Linked DNA regions of Dromaius novaehollandiae: region 1 is linked to region 2. The links are chromatin contacts, called in public Hi-C maps. All regions are on one chromosome and are shown on one strand. The core of a region is the stretch at or near the end of the contact, and the rest is flanking DNA. Distances in the headings are between cores, read along the strand shown. Region 1 overlaps VWA3B (von Willebrand factor A domain containing 3B). Region 2 overlaps CNGA3 (cyclic nucleotide gated channel subunit alpha 3).

Evidence for each region. Hi-C and Micro-C count contacts between places; a contact is called where the count stands out from the background.
Region 1: a Hi-C map of brain shows a contact between it and region 2, with 4 times the contacts expected there. The contact joins two enhancer-like sites. A contact is called at or near these places in 2 of 4 Hi-C or Micro-C datasets (brain and ovary).

The regions. Positions count from the first base shown.
Region 1 is chr1:147,849,432-147,852,307 of bDroNov1.hap1, reverse strand. It overlaps VWA3B (von Willebrand factor A domain containing 3B), which reads left to right. Exons shown (of 29, transcript XM_064502004.1): 12 at 1,883-2,021. Among named protein-coding and RNA genes, the nearest start is that of VWA3B, 57 kb to the left of the region's middle. Within about 2 kb of position 1,442, at least 2 of the 2 cell types and tissues checked have open chromatin away from gene starts, as enhancers often do.
Region 2 is chr1:147,743,448-147,746,147 of bDroNov1.hap1, reverse strand. All of the region lies in intron 7 of CNGA3 (cyclic nucleotide gated channel subunit alpha 3), which reads left to right. Among named protein-coding and RNA genes, the nearest start is that of CNGA3, 34 kb to the left of the region's middle. Within about 2 kb of position 1,302, at least 1 of the 2 cell types and tissues checked has open chromatin away from gene starts, as enhancers often do.

The DNA.
Region 1 (2,876 bases), core at 193-2,692, 110 kb before region 2:
GAGGAGCTTGCATATGTTACTTATAATACAAAGTGTTCACAAGGACAGATTTTTTTCCTAATTGTTAATAGGGCTAGCATTATCTGAAATTAGATAATCTCTCCCCTCAAATATTCCTAGAACAATTGAAGATGACACACCATTTGAAACTGTGAAACCGTGAGTAGTTGGGCTGTTCTGCTGATCAAGTGCAGATGTCTGCTGCTGAGCTAGTCGTCTAAATTATGACAACACTGCTAAATGAAAGGGGACCAGGGATTTATACCTGGCTCTGATACCAAGTAGCATAGATTGGCCTGTGCCCATACTGATAATGGTTATCTGCCTTTGTTGCAATTTTGTGTTAGAGAGAAAAAATATGAACAGTCTAAATCAGAGGCAGGGTATGAGCTAACTATGAAGAAGCATACGTCATCAAGGGTTCAGTGTTCAAGCTGGCTCCATAGTTTATATTGCAGTATAGACATACTTGCAGGTTCTATATGAAGGCTACACAAAAATAGGCAATTCTAGGATATGACACATCTATCCTACAGAAGGCCCCAAATAGGTCAAATGGATTTTACCCTAGAAATGCCTGTTTGTCTTGCTGTCTGCAAAAGGAGTCTTTCTGAGTCACTCCAATGTGGATATCTCCATTATAGACTCAGTGAATCTTAGCTTTTATATCTACATTAGGAAAAGAAGGAAAGTTTTGAAATAGATATCCTAGAGCCAAAAGAAAGAGTAAAGAGTGCTCTCAGTTTTGTATATTAGGGCAATGAGATGTCTCATTGAAAAAAGCAGGATGTGAACTTTCTTTTATAATTTTATTGCTTCTTCTCTATCAAAACTGTAATTGCCTGAATATATTTAGCAAGATTGAGCAGAATTTTATTATTACTTTTGGTGTATCTCCATCTTTGCTATAGTTAGGATAATATTTATATACTTATATATTTATATAAAGCAAAATTTGAGGTAAAGGGCTTTGAGGAATTTATATTTTTGAAATGCAAAGCCATGATTATGGTTTTGCTATTTTGAATTGCTTATCTCATTGTTACAAAATCTTGGTGGACTTCATCAAACACTTTGGGGAAATAACTAATGGTAAAATGTCTGTCAGTAGAAAACATAATAGGTTACTTTCAGTTTCTATTGTATCATTTTTTTTAACCTCTCTGGAGGTGAGTAGAATTTTTCCCAAGGCCATTATGTTCTGCCTGTTAAATGCCTATGCTTCAGAGTAGTCAAGGAGTTTATGACTCTCAGGGGAAATTAGATTTGAACCAGTTGTAGCCATTACTGAAGAAATGTTCTTGTACACAACTGTATGCATGCACATATTTAACTGGCAGGCATGCTTAAATTCTGTTTAAAATGTAAAACTAAGTCTGTGGTTAAGGCCCCAGGTCAGCAAGGCATTTAAGCATCTGTGTTACATTAAGACTCTTTAAAGTGCTTAAATTCCTTGCAGAATAGGTTCTCAAGTGATTTCCTGAATAGGGAGGGATATTAGCATATGTTTATGTGATTTCTTGAGTTCAGCTTGGAGAACAGTTACAGAGGCAATAGAAATTGTTTCTTCCTCATGGTAATAGCCAGTCAGTATCTGACAATTGACATTATAAAGTTGCTGTATAGCTTTGTGTTTTGTCTGTCTCCTAGTTCCCACTGAAATAAGAAAATAAGAGAGTCTTGCGTTATTATGTAGTGACGGACTAAAGGTTTCAGGTCAGTATACTGCTTATGACAGTGACTAGTAACAGATGCTTAAGGAAAGGGAATAAGAAATGCAGCAATGATAAAAAGATACTTCCTGTTAGATTCTGATATGCAGTGCTCTGAGGATCTTATATGTCAAGTTCTGATGTGTGTGTTTTTTTTTTTTTTTCCCCAGGATTAAGTGGCTTCAGCAAGGAAGCAGAGGGCTCTTTGGAAATGTGTTTGAAGATGATGTCTATATTCTTGTTGATACATCTCAGTCTATGAAGGACAAGTTGTCTTTGGTGAAGGAGAAAATATTTCAGCTCATACAGGTTTGATGATGATTCTGAAGACTGAGGAGCATTTTAGAATAGGCTAACCTTTTTTTGGATGATTGTTACTGTAATTTTTAAAATGTTTTTAAAAATAATTTACCAAAAATATGAGCTTTATAAAAATATTTTCATTTTTATGGAGTGCTCATTTTTCAGTTAAAAATTTATATTTTTGTGTTCTCCACATTTTGTTTTATTCTCTTTTCCTCTCCCTTCATACAAATATTTGAAAAAATTATGCAGAAAATACTAAAAATTAAAATGGCTTAACTATCTCCTCTGTACCAGCTACCTCCCTCAAAAAAAAAAAAAAAAAAAACAGAAAAAAAGAAGAAACCCAGTGCGATGCAATGAAACAGCTTTTGGCATTTTCATTTTTATTTTTAAGCAATGTCATCTAATTCCACAGACATGTTGTGATTTGTAATGAGTGTTCTAGATTCAGCTGCATACTTTAACAATAGAGGGTGTAGAGCATTTTGAGCTTGCTTGCCTCTTACAAAGTGACTCAGAACTTTGCGAAGTGACTTGCAGAGTGCAGAAGTGACTCAGAAGCAGCAAGTACTGGGAGACGCACCTAAGATGGGATTTGTTTCTCCTAATTTCAGACATCTATAATGATGTCACCTAAGGTTATCTTAATAGTTGAGAGAAACAGGCACTGTTAGAACATCATTTGTCTTGTCTATTTTAGACCTGAAATGAGCAACTGACAAATAAATATTCCATCAGTCTGACATTGATAGCAATCATTAGTTGGGCTAAAAAATTTAAAACTATAACAGAGGTTTTTGAACTGTGTAACTGATAGGAAACAGTAAGATGTGGTTGTCTAGGTGGATCAGCATTAGA
Region 2 (2,700 bases), core at 53-2,552:
GCCCTTCTTTTGGCTTCGCCTTTTTCCTGTAGTAAAAAAGCTACCTGTGCCCACTAAATTCTTCTTCTGCAGTTAAATCTGTTTCTGCAATGGGAATGAAAAGAGACAACTGAGCAGAAATTGAGCATGTACAGACAATACAAGTGCAATTATAAAATTTCCATGGGTTATCTTGATAATGGCTGTCAAAGCATGGTTAAAAGACTGGCTTTGCAGGCTTGGATTAGAGCTGCAGAATTGCCATAGAGCTTTCCTGAATGCAGGCCTGTGCTGCAGTCTTAGGCACTCACCGGAGCGAGTGGTTCTTTAAGGTGCTGAAATCTTTGACAACTTGGCATAACAACCCCTCGTGGCCCCTGGCTGTGTCAGTTGCCTTCTCAGATAAGTCTGCAAGGTGCAGCTGCCATTGGGACAAATGTCCTGGGAGCCTTTGGGGAAGAAAATAACTTCCTGGCTGTTCAATGGTAGGGACTGGCTTGGAAATGGGATGTAGGAAGCCCCACAGCTACCATGATCCATGGAGATTCTCTGTGGTGCACCTGTGACTAGCAGCAGGGCCAGTTTCACTGTACTTCAGCTATTTGGTGGCTGTGTACTGTGAAACAGGAAGGATTCATGTCTTTCAGCAGCTGATTTTATGTGGCATACCCTGTGTTTTGATGGTTTCGAAAGGTTTTACTATAGTACTGTAGTTCTGTGAGGAGACAAGAAGACCTGCAGGCTTTCTATCTCCCTTAAGTATGAAGGTGTTTCCAAAGTTCTTTTTAATAATTGTGAGTCAGATATTCAGTTGTCTGGCCAACTTTTCTGTTCAGCTGCATAGGACTGTTCATGATGGCATATCTGATCAGATTTTTCTGTAATTTTCAGATGGTAGCACATCCGTGGCACATGACTATTTCCATTTGTAGTCAGCATCAGCTTAGAGGTATCTGAAGACAGATACATTCATACGCATGGGACAGATGTACAGATATATAACAGAAACTGCAACAGATTCCAGAAATAGAGCTGCGTTATACAAGGCAGAGGGAACTGCAGCTCAGTCCTCATCAGCAATTGCTTGTGTTCTGAAAAAATAGCTGCTTTAGATTGCTAAGGTAGTAGCAAAATCTGATAATTCCTCATATACAGGGAATGTTTTGCTTTTTTCTAAGGTGGACTTCTCCTGACTGATCTAGTGGGCAGACACTTGGCCATGTCTCCACTTGCAACTGCAGCAAGTATTTCATAGTGCATATTTTTTACTGCCTTGAGCTTTCAGAGGTAACAAACAGCACTGCAGCTGTACTGCTCAGGCAGCCTTTCTATGAGAATTCTTACCTATACACAGCTGCAGTTTGTTGTAAGGTCTCTTACTACAGTTTATGCCTTCTCATAAATCTAATACTTTCTGCATTCTTTTGAATAAAGATATATCAGCGTACAAAAATGATTGCAAAATTGCCCTGAGCAAAAAGTGACACAGGAATGAAAAGGAGAAATGGGATACACAGATGAGTTTTGTCAGATGTTTCTCAGTATAAAAATATAAAATATTGTTTTTCCATCAAGTAATTAGCAAAATTTTTCTTAAGGCAGCTGACTTTGAGGATGGGAGTTATGAAAAACAATGCCTCCTCACTGGCTAGAAGGATATAAGACTATGGGGTGATATAATTAATAGCTGTGTTTAAATATGAAGGTATTTACAGAATCACTGTTCATCCTGTAATCAGGTTCATTCATCTAAGGCCCTGTCCAAAGGGTCTGAAAAGCAACCAGAATCTTTCTGTTGATGGATAGCATGTTCACTTGTATTCCAGTTAGGCCCTGACACAAACTACTACATCTGTACGGTATGCACTTTTTACATAAATGCCTTTTGTGGGAAGAGAACCCAACAAAAATTGAAAGTCAATGATTTGTAGGGAACTTTGAAGCTATTTTTTTTAAAAAAAGTAAAGAAAGATGATCTCATGGAAGCAAAGTATTCACTGGTAATTTTAAAGACTATCATCACAAGGACTTTTTTTTTTTTTGAATAGAAGAATGTAGATGAAAAATATGCACTGAACACTAGTTCTTTTTGGAATCAGGAATCTGAGCTAACCTGTCTAATTTCACATCTGGCTCAGGATCATCCAGGTGTTTATTTTTTGAAAGAAAATGCTAGTGTCAGATAACTTACCTAGCATTTTTTGTGTGTGGATTTTAACTGCTAAGCACTGTGGGTTGGCATCCTTTTTCCATTTTACAGATGATACACCAATATGCAGAGACATAACGTCAGTTACATGTGGTCCTTCGGGGGAACAGTGGCAGAATCAGAAACAGAACTGCTATATTGGATCTGGGGCTCTTTTGAGTCTCTAGAACATAAATAATCCTTCTGCCATGACTAAATATGACTATATTTATTAATTAAATGCATGCAGATTTAACTTACAAACAAATCTGAAGCCATTCTTAAGTGACGATACTCAGATACTCATTTCTAAAATCATTTCACATAATCTGGAGTAGACCTGTGTCAGCTAAGTAGTTTCTATTACTAATTTCCCTATTTAGGTTTCTTTCTGGTGAAGAAAAGGAACTGCTAATATAGCCAGCATTTCTAACGCTTCATTTTGTTCCACTGAGCACCTTTCAATATAATTTTAATAATATTATAACTTTTTAAATAATGAGACTGTGGCAAATCATCAACACTCTCAGGAG